Linked DNA regions of Gossypium hirsutum: region 1 is linked to region 2. A link is a contact called in public Hi-C data. All regions are on one chromosome and are shown on one strand. The core of a region is the stretch at or near the end of the contact, and the rest is flanking DNA. Distances in the headings are between cores, read along the strand shown. Region 1 holds the start of LOC107886338 (vacuolar fusion protein CCZ1 homolog B). Region 2 holds the start of LOC107886349 (TIMELESS-interacting protein).

The links. A called contact is a pair of places that touch in the nucleus more often than the background predicts.
Region 1: a contact with region 2 is called in a Hi-C map of leaf, with 2.0 times the contacts expected there. The contact joins the promoter of LOC107886338 here to the promoter of LOC107886349 in region 2. A contact is called at or near these places in 5 of 34 Hi-C or Micro-C datasets (hypocotyl and leaf).

What each region holds. Positions count from the first base shown.
Region 1 is chrA03:73,690,012-73,693,758 of Gossypium_hirsutum_v2.1, forward strand. LOC107886338 (vacuolar fusion protein CCZ1 homolog B) reads right to left here and starts at 1,888. Exons shown (of 10, transcript XM_016810246.2): 1 at 1,758-1,888; 2 at 1,441-1,649; 3 at 1,236-1,329; 4 at 781-964; 5 at 425-534. The coding sequence starts at 1,622.
Region 2 is chrA03:72,968,612-72,972,178 of Gossypium_hirsutum_v2.1, forward strand. LOC107886349 (TIMELESS-interacting protein) reads left to right here and starts at 2,184. Exons shown (of 5, transcript XM_016810270.2): 1 at 2,184-2,823; 2 at 2,927-3,049; 3 at 3,482-3,567. The coding sequence starts at 2,422. LOC107886351 (a long non-coding RNA gene) reads right to left here and starts at 2,240. Exons shown (of 2, transcript XR_001680735.2): 1 at 1,755-2,240; 2 at 436-1,572. LOC107886352 reads left to right here. Exons shown (of 6, transcript XM_016810276.2): 6 at 1-36.

The sequences.
Region 1 (3,747 bases), core at 638-3,137, 720 kb after region 2:
TCTAATTATATAGCAAGAACTTAGAAATCTATGATAGGCAAGAACTTAGAAATCTATGATAGGAACAATATATGGGAAACTTTTACACAAGTGGAAATATGTGGTTTGATGGTTCAGTAGATACAGAGTAATGATAGCACCAGACCTCAAATTCAAACTACATTATCACTTCAAATATAGAGCAGAGCAGATTCATTCGAGCATAGAAACTATCTATTATCAGTTATTCAGTATGCTAATATCCAGTCACTAGTATTTTAGTTCCAAGGTTACATAACTCGAAACTACCATAATATAAGTTTCTTCATTGGAGGTAGGAACTTTAAACCACTTATTATGGAAAATGTGAAAGAATTTTGGCAATTCAACTACATATGATAACTGCAAAAACACACACGCATGCACACAAATTCTTAACACAAACCTGAACTTCAATTGCAGCCTCTCGTCCTACAGTTAGCATCTGTACAGTCCTTCGTTCCTTTAAACAGTCACAGAATGATGGCAACAGGAGTTTCTTCCCAACCAGAAAATCTGCCTCAAAATAAAAGTTATACATAAGGCATGAGATATAGCTACTTCAGCAAGACTTGGAAGCACAAATCCAGATAAAGCCATTTGATACAGCAACTTCAGCATTACCCCAGCAGCACTCATCCAAGGGAGACAGCTTTTGACATGCTGACAATTAGTGACTTGCAATGAAATATTTTGAATCAAAGACAAAATAACAATAAACTTAGCACAAGTTTCAAGCAGACATAAAATTTCATAACTTACCTCTTAGATAATCCATGATGAAAGGGTATAAATGAGCACGAGTTAGTCCTCCGCCAGGTTCTTTGTCAAGCAAAGCTCTAATAGATCCATGAAACATAATGAAAAGAGAGTGAATTTCCTTGAGAACCTCTCTTAATGCATCAATCCGCCATATGGCTTCCGGCTCCTTACTTTTCTCCACTATCTATAACAATAAATAGCAGATATCAGACATCAGACTTTCCCATCAAGGGACAAAATTTTACAGGTTGACCAAGATATATGTACTTTACTCTTTTTCCAACAAAATGCTGGTAATTACCGGAACACGTCTAAACAAGGTTTCAAGATTTCAAGACAATCTATTGACACCAATAACCAAACATTTGTACATCTATGCCTAAAATTACCATTCAGAAGCAAATGGACATAGAAAAAATATATATCATACTAGATAGTCACAACTACATTCATACCATAACCATCCAAATATCTGGCTCTGCCTCGTAAAAGACATGAGAGTGCCTCTCTGCCTCTATAACGTCGCAAGCAGCCTCCGGAGAGAAAATTCTGCAGAAAAAACTCTAATGTTTTTGTAAAAAGAACTAGCTAAACAAAGAAACTTTGTTCTAATCTTAAACTGAACACGATGGATCACGAAAGGGGTTCCTTAGTACTAACCGCGTGAATGTAATAAGCCCTTCGCTGAGCCCAACCACAGAGAGTTGAGTCGAAAAGGGCAAATCAGGAGGAAAGAAGTACAAAATTTTATCAAGTTCTTGCCCTTCATGTTGGCCTCTTCTCAAATCAAATATGCAGAGTTGCATGCCTTCAGTAGCAGTGCCAATAGACGACAAACCCATGAAACTAGCTAATTTGTTTCAATGAACCTGATTGAAATAAACAGAAAAAGGAAGATTGGAACGCAAAAAAAAGCTACACAATTATTAGGAAAGAAAAATTAAGAAAAAGCGACAGTGAGATGCCAAAACACTTACTCTGTAAAATTTGGCGATGAAGCTTCTCAGATCCTCAGTAGCCAAAGAACGAGAGCGAGTAGACTTGCGGTTTGGAGATGAACTTTGAATCGTAGGTGGAAGGAGTAATTGTTAGTTAATGAATAAAAATTAAATTAAAGAAGGGCAACTTTTGGGCTGTCATGGTAAAGCCCAATTTGAGTTGGGCATCAAGTTTGGAGCCTAAAGCCTACAACCACTCTTTTCAAATTGCTTAAATTTAAATTATCAAAAGCTAACTAAGAATTAGTTGAATATAATGGTAAGGCACATTGTATTATTAAGGAAAGAGCTTAAGCTCAAATTTTGAAGACAACATTTTTTTGGAGGGACAGCCACGAATTTTGAAGGGATATCAATTTGGTTTGATTTTTAGTTTTTTATATAGTTTTTTTCTAGACTTATTTTGAGAAATTAAAGTTATTTTTATAATTTTTTAATATTATTTGATAAAGTTTTAAAGAATAATTTTTCAAATAAATAAACAATAATCAATACATATTTTTTATACAAAACTCTTAAATAATTTTGACTATTTTAAATTTTATTTATTTTTTATATCATAAAAATTAGATTTAATTATAAATTAAATAAAAACTAGAATTCGATTTGATTACAAGTAAACACAATTTTTTAATTTGCATTTCATAAACTATTCAAACACTACAATTTAGATCAATTTTTGGTTTTTTAATTTTTCTCACTCGAACCTATAGTAAACTAGATTAATGGCACATGTGGGTGAAAATAATTAAAATATATATTTATTAAAAATCCATATAAAAATAATTGATGCTTTGATTATAATAATAAAGTTAAATATTTATCATGTATGGTGTTTTAGGTTCATATATTATTATAATCAAATATTTATGAATTTATTATATAGAAACACAAACACACCCTCATAGAAATATATATATATACATTTACATTTGAGAGGGTATTTACAAAGTGAGTCGTATACATACCTTGGAAGTTAGGTACTATTGATAAATTAGAAAATTTTAAGTGTTACTAAATTAGATATTAATTTTTAGTATTGAATTTATGTTGTTAATCTTTTTATATATTTATAAAAATTAAGTACCTTGACATTATAATTTTTATGCGTCGTTTTTAGAATTAGACCAACTAGTTGATTTGGGAGTTGATCGGGGTATAGGTCCTAAATAAGGGATCAGATCGACTAATTGTGAACCGGTTAAATCGATTAAACCAATTGAACTGGCTATCAAGTCGAGTGAACCAATTTTTCCTTTTTTTTCCTCTTTTATATCATTAATAAATTTATTCAATTAAACAGGATGAACTGATTAGAACATGAATCGATTGTCTAATTAATTTAACCATCGGTTCAATTCTGAAAATATTGCTTTTGTGTAACAAAAAAAAAGAATTATATTATAAAATAAAGAGAGATGGAGAGAATAAAGAACAAAAGAAAATATGAAAACAATAGATTATGTACTTTATTGATCGAAAGGGGTATTACAATTTTTCATCAGAGTCTCTATTTATAGGCATAAGAAGTATAAAAGAAGTAGATATCTAATTCTAATAACTATTAGAATTTAAAGTACACCAAAATTTTATCTTGATCATGATGGGCATCCACTTCATAAGATATTCATAACCCTTCTCTTTGAATGTCCATTGGTAGATAATGTGCCTCGTTAAAACCTCATTAAGAAAAACCCTGTGGGATAAAAACAAAGGAAAAAGAGTAGACAATCTATAATATGCATAATATATTGCCTCATTAAAAAACTTATCAGGAAAACCTAATGGGACAAAACCTCAGTTAAGGGAAAAATAGTACAACGTGTATTTATTCCTCCTCATGAAAACATCACATACTTTCTCATATTCTACGTATTCAATCTTGAATACTAGTTTTTCAAATGACTATTTGAATGTATTGCTAGGCATTTATATCACCATTCTTTTGAAAATCATGAGTGAGGAAAAT
Region 2 (3,567 bases), core at 934-3,433:
TATGGTGGTGAAAATGAAACATTTGAAAGTTGAAAATCGTTGAAGTGAAACAGTGACGTGTCAATCATTGTTGTCAGCCTATCATGTTTACGGGTATCATAAAGATGATTCATTAATTAAGGTGACATTAATCCATAATTTTTTTCGGTTAAAAGTTAAAAGAATAAAAGGGTAATTAAGTTTTTGGGTAACCAATTGGTCACCTAATTTTATATTTTGATTATCTAAAAATGAAATCCTCACAATTTCATTATATATTTTTTAAAACACTTTTATTTTAGTTACACATAATAGTTGATTATGTATACCATATCATATTTACACTTTCATTTTAGTCACTTAATTTTTTAAATTGTTTTCATTTTAATTACTCAAAAAATAATTTTTTAAAAGATTGATCGAGATGAAAAGACATGGATCAAAATGCAAAAGAGGTAAAAAAAACATCCCTTTGAAACCTTCCTTCCTTGGATAGTTACTGAAGGAAGAAAGTTTCCAAACTTTCATAGCAAATGGCAGAAAAATAGAATATGTTACATCGATTTGATCTCTTCACATCTCTGGCAAAGCCACACATCATCCTTTGCCTAAGTCCCCTTCCCAGTTTGAATCTTTCCCTATTAGCTTCGTTGATCAAGATAGAAATCTTCAGTTCTTCCATCTTCATTTGGGTTAAAACCCCATTTCGAATAAGCTTATTTTCCTCGACAATCCTTCAGCTTCACTTTCTAACATTTCTCCTCGTCATGTTGTTCCATTGGGATAGCTCTCCTAGTTTCCTCCATTTTATATGAGAATTAACCCCGAACTCCCCACTACCGTTAAAGGACCATCCCTCCATGACAGCATCTTTACGCTCATCATTGACAAGCCACTCCGACCTAAATTTAAAGGACTTCCAATTTTGTTTATCCCTCTTCTCAAGGCAAAGAAAGAGAGGCTTATGATCAGACCCAATAGCAATGTCAGAAGATGCTAAACAGTTCGGGAACCAATTACACCATCGAGCATTACATAGGATTCTGTCGATTTTCTCTGACGAATCCTTTATTGTCCCTATTGTTGGCCCAAGTAAACTCCCCTCCCTGAACCGGTAGATCAAACAAATTACATCCAGAGATAAATTTATTAAACTCCCAAGCTCTTGACACATCAATCGGATTACCTCCTTGCTTTTCATAGTTAAAACGTACGTCGTTAAAATCTCCTATACAGCACCATGCTTTATTGCACCAGTGATTAAGCTTTTTAATAGCTTCCCAAACTTCCAATTTACCCTTAACATAGGGATGTCCGTACACAAAGGAACCTTTTTCCGTTTCAACAGTTGTATCAAAGAAATTCTTAGTAGCTACATAGACATGCAGATTCACATTTTATCGCCACCACAAAGAGAGACCTCCTGCAGTCCCCGTTGGATCAACATACTTTGAGTAAACATAGCCCAATCTGTTCCTGAGTTTTTCCAGTTTTGAGCCCCTCTGTTTAGTCTCACTAAGAAATATAATGTCGGGATTATGTTTTTGATAAACATCCCTTAAAGCCCTAACAGAGTGTTGTTGGCCTAAACCTCTACAGTTCCAAGCCACAATATTCATAATAAGCAAACAATAATGCAAAGAAAACCAATCATAAAGCAACAATCCATCAACCCTGAGTCATCTTTCAATGAAGAAGTGAAATAACCAAACCAAAATCAAATCATAGAAAAAGAAAGAGCAACAATAAAAGTGGATCCAAGGGAAGACTTGAACCTGACAGAAAAGCTGAAAAAGGAGCTCACTGAAGAGAAGACCCCTCACAACAGAAACAACCAAAAAAGCTCCCAAACCGAGCCAATCGAAGAATCCAGTGAGACCCAACTCTCAGAACCCCACCAGCAATGAAAAGAAAGAAACACCAGCAGCCTGAAAACCCCAGCTGAAAGGAAGCAACTAGCAGCGAGCAAACACAGAAAAAAGAATTTCCGGAGGGAACCCAAACGCTCCGACAAAATCCCGAGATAAAACGGAGAAAAACCAGCGAACAAGAGTTGAATCGAGACAGCGCCGAGAAGGACCTTTTCTCGCACTTCGGCTTCAAGAACCATAGATCAAACAAGAAATTTCGACAGAAACCCACAAGTTTCGACGAAATCTTGAGACAAACAGAGAAAAATGGGCGATCACTATTTATTTGCTCTTTTTGTATGTGGCGGGAGATATTGTAGGGAAAACCTTTTTCTTACTAACTTATCTCTTAGATATTAGAAAAAAAAGAGGACCGAATTTAAAGATAAGTTTATTAGAAACTGGTGGATTTGGGCCGAAATAAAAAATGCTAATATTTTTTTCCCTCCAATATCTTCCGCCATATACAAAAGGAGCAAATAAATAGTAAACGTAGTAAGAGAAGAACCTAAACACCTGAGAGAAGTGCGAAATGGAGAATCCAAAATCAGCGCCGACGGGTTGCTACAAATGCGGAAAGACAGGCCACTGGTCCCATGACTGCCCCGAGGCCCTCAAATCCGATCATCCCAATCCCGGAAAACCCGGATCCGGTATCCCAAATCCCGTCGGAAAAGGCTGCTACAAGTGCGGAAGACCCGGTCACTGGGCTCGTGACTGCCCCGATCAACCCAATCTCAACGCTTCCTCTGCCGCCTCCGCCGCCCTCAGCTATACTCCCAATCAGCTCCCTAGACCCGAAAAGCCCAAGAAAGTATCCAAAAGCAGAACCCGACCCAAGCTCACACCTGAACTTCTCCTCTCCGATGATGGTATCGGTTACATCCTTCGCCACTTCCCTCGGGCTTTTAGGGACCGCGGTCGCAGTCACGAGGTAGATTACTAGATTTATCTTCTTTCTCTTAACTTCATATGATTGTTCTTCTTTTACCTTTTTTTGGGTGATTTAATTAAGCTTTAAAGTTTTTTGCTTTTAGGCCAGTGATTTGAGAAACTTAATTGGGTTGTACAGAGAGTGGCACAAGTATTTGCTCCCTTATTACTCCTTTGATCAGTTTGTACATAAAGTGGATAAAGTTGCTTCTTCCAAACGTGTTAAGGTAACTCATTCAACCCTTAATTTGCAGTGTTCAATGACTTTTTACTGAATTTAGGGTAAAGTAGTTTTTGTTTCAGGGGAGTAGCCTGCAAGACATTACGCGATTGACTACCTCTTACTCGTAGCTTTGGGTTATTCTGATATTATCTTTTGAGACTCTAAAATTTAAATGTACATAACGAGACGAGGTTTAATGTTTAACCATTGAATTTCACGTATTGTATTAGCTATTTAGCTTTGTTTGAGATTGTTCGTGTTGATCTGGACTCCATAGATGTTCTTTGTTTCCCTAAAATACAGGCAGCTTTGATGACAGTAAATTTAAATCCCTTTACGTGCCGGTGAATTTGCTTTAGCATCTTCATGATATGGACAGCTGAGTAAATTCTGGGTATACATAAGCATAATTCGTTTGTTGCATATATCTTGTCAGAACTGTGTTAGAGACTTAAGAGAGCGAGTTGCTAGAGGAGGGGATCCTACAAAATTGCATGAAAGTCCAGATGAATTTAATGGCCC